2 separate regions of the Anser cygnoides genome follow, and region 1 is linked to region 2. Evidence: chromatin contacts called from public Hi-C data. All regions are on one chromosome and are shown on one strand. Each heading gives the region's core, a stretch centred on a gene start, on an enhancer-like site or on the middle of the called end of the contact. The rest is flanking DNA. Distances are from core to core; before and after follow the strand shown. Region 1 holds the start of ZNF217 (zinc finger protein 217). Region 2 has its middle 70 kb from the start of BCAS1.

The links. A called contact is a pair of places that touch in the nucleus more often than the background predicts.
Region 1: a contact with region 2 is called in a Hi-C map of liver, with 1.5 times the contacts expected there. The contact joins the promoter of ZNF217 here to the enhancer-like site in region 2. A contact is called at or near these places in 3 of 7 Hi-C or Micro-C datasets (fetal liver, granulosa cells and liver).

What each region holds. Positions count from the first base shown.
Region 1 is chr16:7,290,403-7,295,634 of Taihu_goose_T2T_genome, reverse strand. It overlaps ZNF217 (zinc finger protein 217), which reads right to left and starts at 2,880. Exons shown (of 6, transcript XM_048072562.2): 1 at 2,645-2,880.
Region 2 is chr16:7,203,921-7,209,159 of Taihu_goose_T2T_genome, reverse strand. No RefSeq gene overlaps it. Among named protein-coding and RNA genes, the nearest start is that of BCAS1, 70 kb to the right of the region's middle. Within about 2 kb of position 3,684, at least 2 of the 3 cell types and tissues checked have open chromatin away from gene starts, as enhancers often do. A contact at or near this core is called in liver, where this site is marked.

The sequences.
Region 1 (5,232 bases), core at 1,631-4,130, 87 kb before region 2:
ATCAATTCACTCCTTAGTATCAGATCTGAAGGTAGTTTTCTTAAAAATGCAAGAGACAAACAACCCCAAAACACGAATAGCCAGGACTCAGTGCCTGATGTGTTATCAGAATGCCTAAGGTTCTTGTAAACACGAATATAAATATTAACGTTTAAACCTGACACCACAGAATACTAGAAGGTAAAAATGCTTAACTGCTAGGAATACGAGTGCTCTGGTGCTGGCAGGCAGCTGTTGTTCCCCTGCCTTTTCTTTTGTTGTGCTTAATCTCATGTCAAGTCATTCAACCAACTCCAAAGCGATGAAGACATAATTGAACAACCTTAACTAAAAAACTGATCTACTGTTCTTAAATAGCCCGGTATATTGTTTAACGATGCACAAAGACTTACATATTTTGAAAGAATCTCCAGAATTTAAGTCAGCAACTCCGGTGCCGGCAGAAGAGCTGCTGGCTGTAGGCCAAGCCAATCAATAATCCCTGTAATAACCGCGTTTCTGAAGTTATTTGCTTTTCATATTCATCACCCTAACAAACTTAAAAGGCAGAACTTGAAAACTCACACCGATTGCAAGCGGGAGCCGAAAGAGAGAAAACCCGAATATTTCGCAGGGAATTACAGTATTGCTCCTTTTCAGAAGTGTTGCAGAAAGATCAGTGATCACAAAGCCACATTCCTGCTACAGATCTTAAAATATTGACTCAGTTACAGAACTAGTTAAAGGGGAAGAAAAAAAAAAAAACGCCTCCTCCACCCTTTCCCCCCTGCCCTCCCCCTCTGCCAAAGAATGCAGCTTATCCTCCTGATGTAAAACCGTCCTTCTGTGTTATCCCAGGAAACGCTTGAACATTGGGGTGGACATCCCGAATTAAAGTCTCAGCCGTGTTCCCAAACCTACAGGCAGTGGGAGCTCCTAGGAGCAATAAAACATGGCGTGAAAGCGCTCGCAAGCCATTGTCATAGCTCGGTGCTCCGATACCTTTGCAGAGGCAGAGCCAGCCCCCCCCAAGCAAGGAGCATGTAAGCCCTGGTCAGCAAGTCAATGCCTGCTATTCAACTTGTAGTTAGGCGTTTTATTTCGGTGTCTTCCAGATCGTATCAGTCCTGCAGCTCAGGGCCTAATAAAATGTGAAGAATGATATGCTCGCTCTCTCGTTGCATCTGAAACTGCGTTATTTCCCTCTCTTCTTTTTCACACATTCTTACAAAAACTTCCCTTTTCACATACTTCTATAAGAAAACATTTCACTGCACCTACTTCAGTTCCTATTTCTATTTTCGATTTTCACTAGATGCTTCTGCTACTGCCTTCCCCTCAAAGCCACTGGGTAGAAACTGATGGAGTTTTAAAGCTCTCAAGGTCATTTCAGAAAGAGGAAAAAAAAAAAAGTGTTGTTGCCTTAAAAAAAAAAAAAAAACCTTTAAGCACACAAAAACCCTAAACTAAACCCCTTTCAGATCCAAACGCCTTTCATCAGCAGATCAATAACACAGCATAAAGATTGTTGTTCACCGCCACTTCAAAACTATTACACTTCAATTCAGATACTTACTGGGAGTCACACAGCACGTTTATGGGATGGCTCATTAGAGTACACACACAGCTCACTCTGGCTGCAGGTTTTCTGTGTGGGAAACAAACAAACACCCCCCCCCTCCACCCCCAGGAACAGAAAGTCCGGCGGGTATCACGGAGCAGGAGTGAAATTCAATCTCTAGATATTCTAGAATTTTATTGTCCTCGCTTGGCAACGTCTTTGTTGCCTAAGAAGTCAGTTGGGGCTTATTTATTTATTTTCTAAACTTCCTATTCCTCTTCAAAAAAAAAAAAAAAAAAGAGAAGAAACACGATGCCTGAGAAATTAGGAGGGTTTAGCCTTTAGGAGAGGAAAACGAAAAAAAAATAAAAATGGCAAAACGGATCGATAAACTTTTCATTAACCCCCCCATCCCCGGCCCCACGAGCCACTTACTCCAAATCCTTCCTCCAGGACCATCTCGGGCTCACAAAGAAGCGGGTGCCCCCTGCTCCCCCCGAGCCCAGAGGAGCCCCCAGAGCCCAGCCTCGGCGCTGGGAGAGCCCCGGGGAGGCAGGAAGGGAAGGGGCAGGGGCCGCAGCGGGACCTGGGGACACCTCCTGGCCGCGGGGGGCGCAGGGGGGAGGCGACCCCGGGGCGGGCGAAGGAGGGAGCCGGGCACGGCGGGGAGGCACCGGAGGGAGGCTGGGAGGGAAGGAGGGAGGCTGGGAGGGAGGCAGGGAGGCTGGGAAGGGCTGCGCTCGCCCCCCACCGCCCCCAGGGAGGGGCTCGTTACCTGCTGCTGCTCCGCCGCCTCTCACCTGCCCCCCCCCCCTCACCTGCCCTTCCTCCTCAGCCTCCCCCCTCCACACACACACACACCCTCCAAGCTCCGGGACAGCCGCGAGGGGGCCCCCCCAGCCCCTCACAAAGCGGGGACCCCCCTGCGGGGGTGCTGCCCCTCACCACCGCCTCCCTCCATCACGCGGGGACCAGCTCCGCGGGGAAGGGGCTGCGGCTCCCCTCCCGTGAGCGGATGAGTAGGGGGGGACACGAGGGGATGGGGGGGGGGGGGTCCGGAGGGGAGCCCCCCTTCACTGCAGCCGACCCTCAGCCCTCCCTCACCTGCGCCTGAGCCGCCTCCCCGGCCGGCATCCTGAGGTGGGGGCAAGGAGGGACGGAGGGGAGCGGGGGCGGCCGCCCGCGGTGTCGCCGGAGCCCGGACTCGGCGGCGGCGCTGGCGTTCGGGGCACTGTTTGTAAACCGCTCCCGCCGCAGCTGTTGCTCGGGCAGCCCCCGGCCGCCCGCTCCGCCCTCACGGCAGGCCCTGCCCCTCGCCTCCCTTCCCCTCCTTTCTCTTCTTCCCTTCCCCGCCTTCCCCCGGCCCGGGGCCGGCCGTGAGGAGCGGGGAGGCCCGGCAGTGCCCCCCCCCCCCCCCCCCCCGCGGCTCCCTTGAGGAGCCGTTGGGCCCCGGAGCGCCGCCGGTGGCTGCCCCTGGTGTGGGGCCGAGCCGGCCTTTGTGGGGCACGGGGCCGGGGCCGCAATTCCGCCCCCGGGGCCCCATCGGCCGCCTCTTTGTAAATGTAAATACGGCCATACGCCTCGGAAGGGGCCGCCATCAGTGGGCTTTTGTGGGCCCCGGTGGGGCGAAACGGCTTGGGCCGGCTCGTGGTGGCACGCCGCTGGAGCCCCGGTGGCCTCCGACTACTGCGGAGTAGTTTGCTTAATAAACATATACATAAAGACTACAGTAAAGTGAATAATAAATAAAGAGTACAGTAAAGTGAATAATAAACGCGACCAGCACGTGGAGGTACTGGCCATGAGGGGAAAACCAGAAAAAGATAGCAGTTTGTGTCAGCTCTCCTCATAGATTGGCGAGCACTTGCAGCCTAAAATCAGGGAAAAAGTGTAGGTTTAAAAACAGACAAACAAACAACAACAAATTAATTCATATATTCTATGTATCTATGGTCATAAGCACTCAGCTGTTGAGTCTGGCATAGTGTTACTTCTCTAAAGGTATGGGCACTAAAGTGGAATTAAACGCAGCAGAGAAACAATTATAAGAGTTAAAAAATCTTCACTGTAAGAAGATTCACTATAATAGTTCAGTATTCATTGTAAAAGTTTTTAGGTATTCCAGCTGGAACCACTGAGCTTCTTAGGAGTTAAATTAAACATGTAATACTGTTAGCAAAGTGCTTAATCTCTGCTAGACCTGAGGTTAGCACCTTCTACAAGTAAATGGGATAAGAAAGAGGCGAGGTTTCCATGTGGCCTCTCCTCCTGTTTTTCTCCCAAAGACACACTGAGACCTGTTAAAGTCAGGTTAGTTCACATCAGTAGGCTGAGATCACACCCAGGAGCTTATTTGCTTCCACATAAAATCATCCTGACTGAATGGAGGACATTTCTAAAATTATACTAAACTAAAATTTTATGTTTGTTTTGTTTTTACATTAAAAACAAACAAACAAACAAAGCTTTTTTCAAACTGTTCTCCCAGACTGAAAAGAACAACAGTGCTCAGGCTGAAATTTAGGTCACTTATATGGCAAATAAAGATTAATCAAAAACATTACAAAATGTGGCAATATTACTTACAACACACTTCTGGAAGATGAATTATCTTTATTGACAAATGTGAATCTTACATCACACTAACTTGAAGCGGAATTCTTTTAATGAAAAGAAGACCACAACACATGAGGCCAAACTTTTAAAATTTCAATATCTAAGACCTTCAACTAGTCATAAAGGGAGGTGGCACACCCTTACTAGTTTCCTGAAGGTTAAAATACCTCTGGATCAGCTGTGTGAACCGAGACCATGGGGGGTGGCCTCAGTCTGCTTCTTTACAGGTTAGGTTATAAGTTTTTAGGTCTTGGTCCTCCTGATGATTGATACAGGAAGAAACCAATACAGTGCTTGTTGCACAATGAGCATTTTTAGTTGTTTTTTTTTTTTTTTAAGTGTGATTTTTACAGTATCATGTATCCGAGCGAAGTGTTTATGCATGCATGCAAAATATTCCACTGTATTGCAAGAGCTTCACATTTCTTTGTAAGTTGCTGCACACTAATTTGTACTATGTGACCAAACCTGATCCCACAAACACTCCCAAGTTTAAGCATGGGAGTGGGTCCCTGCTCTTCAGTGGGACTTGCCACTTACATTTATTTTGGTATCGATTTCCTGCAAATGGCAGCATGGCAAAAAGAACAAAGTAGAATCTCCCTGGAAATGGGTGTGAGCTACCAGGTTTGCTACCACCAGTGCTCTCAATCACATGACCCTTGAAAATCATGACTGTTAAAAGTGTAGTCTGGCTACTGTCTTCCCATTTCAGCATTTTAAATGTCCTTATATTGAAGAATTAACTTGAGTGCCCGCAAACTTTAAACAAAGAAACAAACAAAAGAACCCTTGTGCTTTGCTCTTAACATCTTAACTCAGTCACCTAAAAGACTCACTGAGTCATATTTTACAATATTTCTTGCTCTCGTGACATATCAACACCCATTGCTTCTCCTCCCCTTTTGTTTTTCACCTCTTTTTAAGAGTCTACTTTTCCAGGTGAAATATATTGGCCTCCTTAAAATCAAGGGGCGCTCCACTGGAGCCAGGACTCTGGGTGATTGTAAACATGATTTAACAGAGAACACAGCAGCTGTATGGTTTTTATCCACTGAGATAGGATACCACTGTGG
Region 2 (5,239 bases), core at 2,435-4,934:
CCTGTCTGGTTACAGATTCTTCTGTCTCTCCTGATTAACGTCCTCCTCTTTGGACCCCATGAGAGAATCTAGGAAGCTTTTGGTGTTTTTCTGACCATTTGTTGCATTATCTAGGCTGTCATTCTCTATTTCAGCTATGGATTGCTCAAAACCCAGCATTACTTGCGTTTTTACTTAGCATAAAAGTTGCTCTCCAGAGCAACTTTTCTTTGAACTGGTACTGAAACCAACTTGAGGAGTAATCAGTTCTACAAGCGTATAGTGTAGATATCCCTGTGTCTCTTCGATCAAGAAATTCAAGTCCTCATCTTCAGGGAGCCAAGAAAAGCACAGCTGTTACAAACCACGCATGATTCCAGCTTTGCGAATTCCCTATCACCCAACAGTAGTGAACAAGAAATCCTGGATGCTTGTCAGGTTTTTTTAAATTAAGAGACAATATCTAGTACACAGTACCAACAGCACTGAAAGGAGCATAATGTGCAGGCATTCCAGTCCCAGTGTGAGGCAAGGCAGTGTTAGCAAAGTCCCCTCCCAGGGCACGAGCTAACAGCTAGAGTGGTTAGATGGTCATTAAATCCTACCAGCCTCAAAAAAAAAAAAAAAAAAAAAAGAAAAAAGAAAAACAAAGATCAGTGCAAAATGGGTTACACCTGTCCTGTACAGTACTATTGCTTTAGCCCAGAGAACCTGGCTGTATGGGAATACTAGGGACCAAAAGGTGAATTAAATAAAATTACTTTGATATGACATCCCCATAGAAACCGTTGCTGCAGCAACAAGACCTTTAGTTCCTCAAGTCTCTTTAAAATAAATAATAGTTAAAATAAATAAATAAATACTTTGATTCCCAAGCCATTATAAAGTTTCCAAAATAGAAAATTTCACTTGGAAAGAGCTCAGGATGAGTGTTGTTATACAAGCCCTTAATGTATCCAGCAGGTGTACAGCATTGCAGGACTGTAATCACAACTTTTTTTCTGATCCCTATTCTGAGGCAGTTCATGATCCTTTTAACTAACAACATTTATTACTTCTCCCCAAAATATAAAGAAAACAACACATTTGGCTACAATGTACTATTCTGAATAGCTAATAGAGAAATGGGGGAGCGTATGTATATGAAAAATGAAAAGTATATTTATTACCGATGCTCACTATTAAATTTGACAGATAGCATTTGCCTCCAACCTTTCAAGCCAGAAGTGGAACAGATGTTCATGAAAAGCCAGTTAATTTCCTGCCATTTGTGAACTGATTAGAAACTGAAACATTAGCACACTGACACTTCTTTATTTTTAATCTTGCTCATGTTTTGAAAGGAAAAGAAAAGAACCACCGGGAGCTAAGGTCTGGTTTTCAGAGAGGAATGGCTGCACATTTTTGTTTCCTCTTTTAACCCAAACCTGCTCTGCTAAGGAAATAGAAAAGAGCAAAACTGACTCCCCACAGCCAGTAGCAACTGAGTGTTGCAAACCGTCTTCTTGTGCTCAGCTGATGCAGCGCTGGCAGCACAGCGAGTGAACGAGGAAGAGCGTGTAGCTGCTGCTTTCTCACCCACCTACCTATTGTTACAGCTGCTGAGCAAATGAACAACGGCTCTGAAGTTGTTTGCAAACACCGCTACTAAACAGGCAGTTATGTTTCTACAGGTCATTGTCAAAAACTCGGTGTTCTACCCTGTAATGAGGAACAAGGAATGAGGAACTTTTCCAGTTTTAGTTTTCAGAAGTGCTGTTACTGAGCTGCATTCATATGAGGCCAAGCAGCCTTTGCTTTAATAGTTCCCAGAACAGAAATTCAGGCCCGAATACAAATCTGGTATCAGCAGGCTCAATTCCATTCAAAAGTGAATGCTGTCTCCAGATCTAATTCAAGGATAACTTGCTTTTGTTATAAATATTTATATACTATTATTAATCCCAGTGGGAGAACTTTGGGCATGCATTATCAGTTATTTATGTACTCCCTGCCCCAAGAAAACTGAGCCTTTTACTCTCTCGGGTGAGATGAAGGAAGTTACTCAGAAGTAAAGCCAGTCAGAAATTTTCTGACAAAACAAAGTTTTGTTGGATAATCACAATTTGCCAAGCCTGAAACACGTTACTGAACACATTGTGGGGGTTGAGGAAGGGCCACTAGCCCAGCCCAGGCTGTCCCCAAAGCACTGAGCCCGGCCGGGGCAGCTGCTGAGGACTTTCCCCTTCACCTCTGGTCTTGTCAATGGCACTGAGGGGCTGCAGAGCCTGGGGGTCCCAGTTTGTGGAGAATGTCGAAAACCCATGGTCCCAGGACTAACAACATGTTCAAAGCAAGCAAGGAAACAAAACAAAACAAAAGTAATGAAATTTCTGCAAACTGGAAATCCTGCTTTTCAAGCCAGCTGTATTCAAGAGCAATAATAAATACATAAATAAATAAATAAGATTCCTCTATCTGAAAGCAAGATTTAACTGATGAGAATCTATCAGGAAAGATTGTCCAGTCAGCAGCCCGGTCAATGCTATATATCCTTTGTCCGTGTTACGCATACATCTACAGCTGGGAAGGCATATGATTCAAGCATGTAACGTACACTTTGCTTATCTCTGCTTATCTACAGCCTGAGCAGTGCAACTGTGATCAAACAGGAGTCTCACTGAGCAGTAGTCTTTCTTTGCGTGCATGCACGTGTGTGCGTGCACATGTGTGTGCATGAAGGCACAGTGCGATCATCACAGAAACGCAGAGCTGGCGCACAGTGAGAGCTGCCAGAAGCGTTTCATGTTGAGAGACAAAAGCTGATGCGTTTCCTATGAAAATGTTCTTGGTTCTGCAGTTATTTCAGCCAAGGTGTGCCTTTCTGTACGCATCTGGAATGATATGTAATTGCTTTTCTGATTGAGTTTCACGTTTTAGTAACAGGTGGTTGGACTAATCCTCAGAAAATGGCATGCAACACAAAAAGCTTAACTCGTTTTGAATACGGCTGTTACCGTACTGAATCAGCACACACCCAGCTTAAAGGTTATGAAACCTCTTGAGTGAAACTATCCAAGTTACTTACCTCTCCCCGATAAATGAGCAGTGAGGATGTTGCACAAATATTCTCATCTGTGTTTTATCCTAAACCTTTAGGCCACACCTTCAATTGAAATAAATCGGAGTAACTAAACTGATAGCAGCAGGACAAGGCATATGCTTAAAATTAAAGCAAGTGGCTTGCTAAATTCAGAGTTTTCATTATCTCACCGAATTTAGCCCTCATTCCAAAGATTTGTTAAAAAGTGTACAGTTCCCCTTTAAATTCCTTTCCTTACTCCACTTTCAAGTTTTCTTTACTTTTTAATTCCTTTCTTCTTCCTACTTCTACCACTCCTCTGCTTCCTCCCTCTGCTGGGGGAGGGGAGAGGGAAGAATAAGTGCTTTGTTGTCCCTCCCCTCCCCCTGCCCGCAAAGTTGGCTTCTCCTCCTACCCCCTGGAAAATTGCATTTCCCCAACCATTCGAAAAAAATATTGCAATTTTTATTTGACAATGAAATGTTTGAAAAAGTGGGAAGGAAAAAGAAAAAAGAAAAGTCTTTGTGGACAGAAAAAATGCATCACTTTTTTTTTTTTTTTTGGCCACGTGATGTATAACACTGCAGAATGGGACTGTGCATCACGGTGTCTACATTCGTGATCAGATCACTCCCACCAGTGAGAGCCGAGCAAAGTGAACTAATTGAAAAGTGAGAGAAGCCACTCCCTCCAGCTACTGCAGCCCTATCTGCCCCAGTCACTCGTTTTCAGGCCTTTTGGGTTTTACTTCCCTATTCTGTTTTCTGCAGGAATTTCCTATCCCAGCTATTTCAGTCCCTTCCCTCATCCTTCCACTTTATACCGTGGTCAGCTGTTAAACAATTCCCATCGATAGCAAGCACCATTGCTACACCGAGCACTTAACGTTCCGGACACAGAGGAAATAAATGCAGGGCAGCCTGCACCAGCCCCTCTGTGCACTCGAACTTCATCCTAATATCACTTTAAAATCAAGCAGTCTCTTCTGTATTATCTGCTTATCCATCTTTCAGCCTTAACTTCACTCCAAAAGCCAATTGTCGGAAAGGGGCAGTTTATTGTCACGCATAAGGTCAACTGCATAATGAATAATTTCACATAGTCATAAATGTGCTAAATTAAATCACCACTGAAGACCTTGGAAAAAACAATATAAGTCATGAACTAATTTTAAAATCATACAAATCTAATCACTGCAAGGAGGTCTGCACTGAGGAAGGGGAACATAAATTTGCACAAGTGTTATAATCTTGAACCAAAGCTCCATATCTAAAAACAACTCTTAATCCTTTCAGTGAAAAAAAATTATGTTGACCAGTATATTTTAATATTTCTGTAAAAACTTTTGATTCAAAAAAAATCCTCCCTCCCCCACATGTCTATCTGTTTATAGACAGATATCCTATTTATCCTATTGATAACGGAAGGAATAACTAAGTAGCCAGGCTTCTGGGTAAACTGACTATAAAAAAAAAAAAAGGAAAAAAGGTTGAACGCATGCAATATAGTAAAATCATGACTAAGGTAGGATATGATAACTGCCTAAAATATTTGATGTGTGTAAATACGAGGGACTGGCATGAAATAGTGTGGGCTGGAATGAAGTCAGACTGAATAGCAACACCGTCGCCTAGACTATGGAATATTTTGCTCACAGGAGTGGTGTTTGAATCACTTAAAGCTAGACTGGACAAGGAACTGGAGAACATGCTACATGGCTAGAGACACAGCTACATCAAAGGGTGATTTTCAGTCTGTGAGTCACCGTGACAGCTGTGCCCCGCTGGGAAAATGCAGATCACAAAGCCCAGGATGAAACACACGGGGGCCAGAGACAAAGCTTCCTCTGTCGAGGGGAGCTGGCGACGCAGTGGTCTCAACGCAGAGAGCAGGCGAACCCAGAGTCTGAGCATCTTTAGGACACGCTGCAAAACCGTCTGCCTCGGAAAGTCTCTCCACTAGGAGACAAGCACAATATTGATAGTCTCTACTACTCTGAAAGTGGAACCAACCAACTGAAACAAAGAAAAAAAAGCACGCTATCAGCCCAAGTTCCATGTAAACAAAGATCATACTCCAGAAGCAGTATGATCCTGAGACAGGGGGGACCAGTGCTCTATGAGGTCTGCTACAGGCTCTCCTTCTGTGCAGTGGTGCCCACACACTGCTCCTAAGGATGCTTTTTATCCTCTTTTTAAG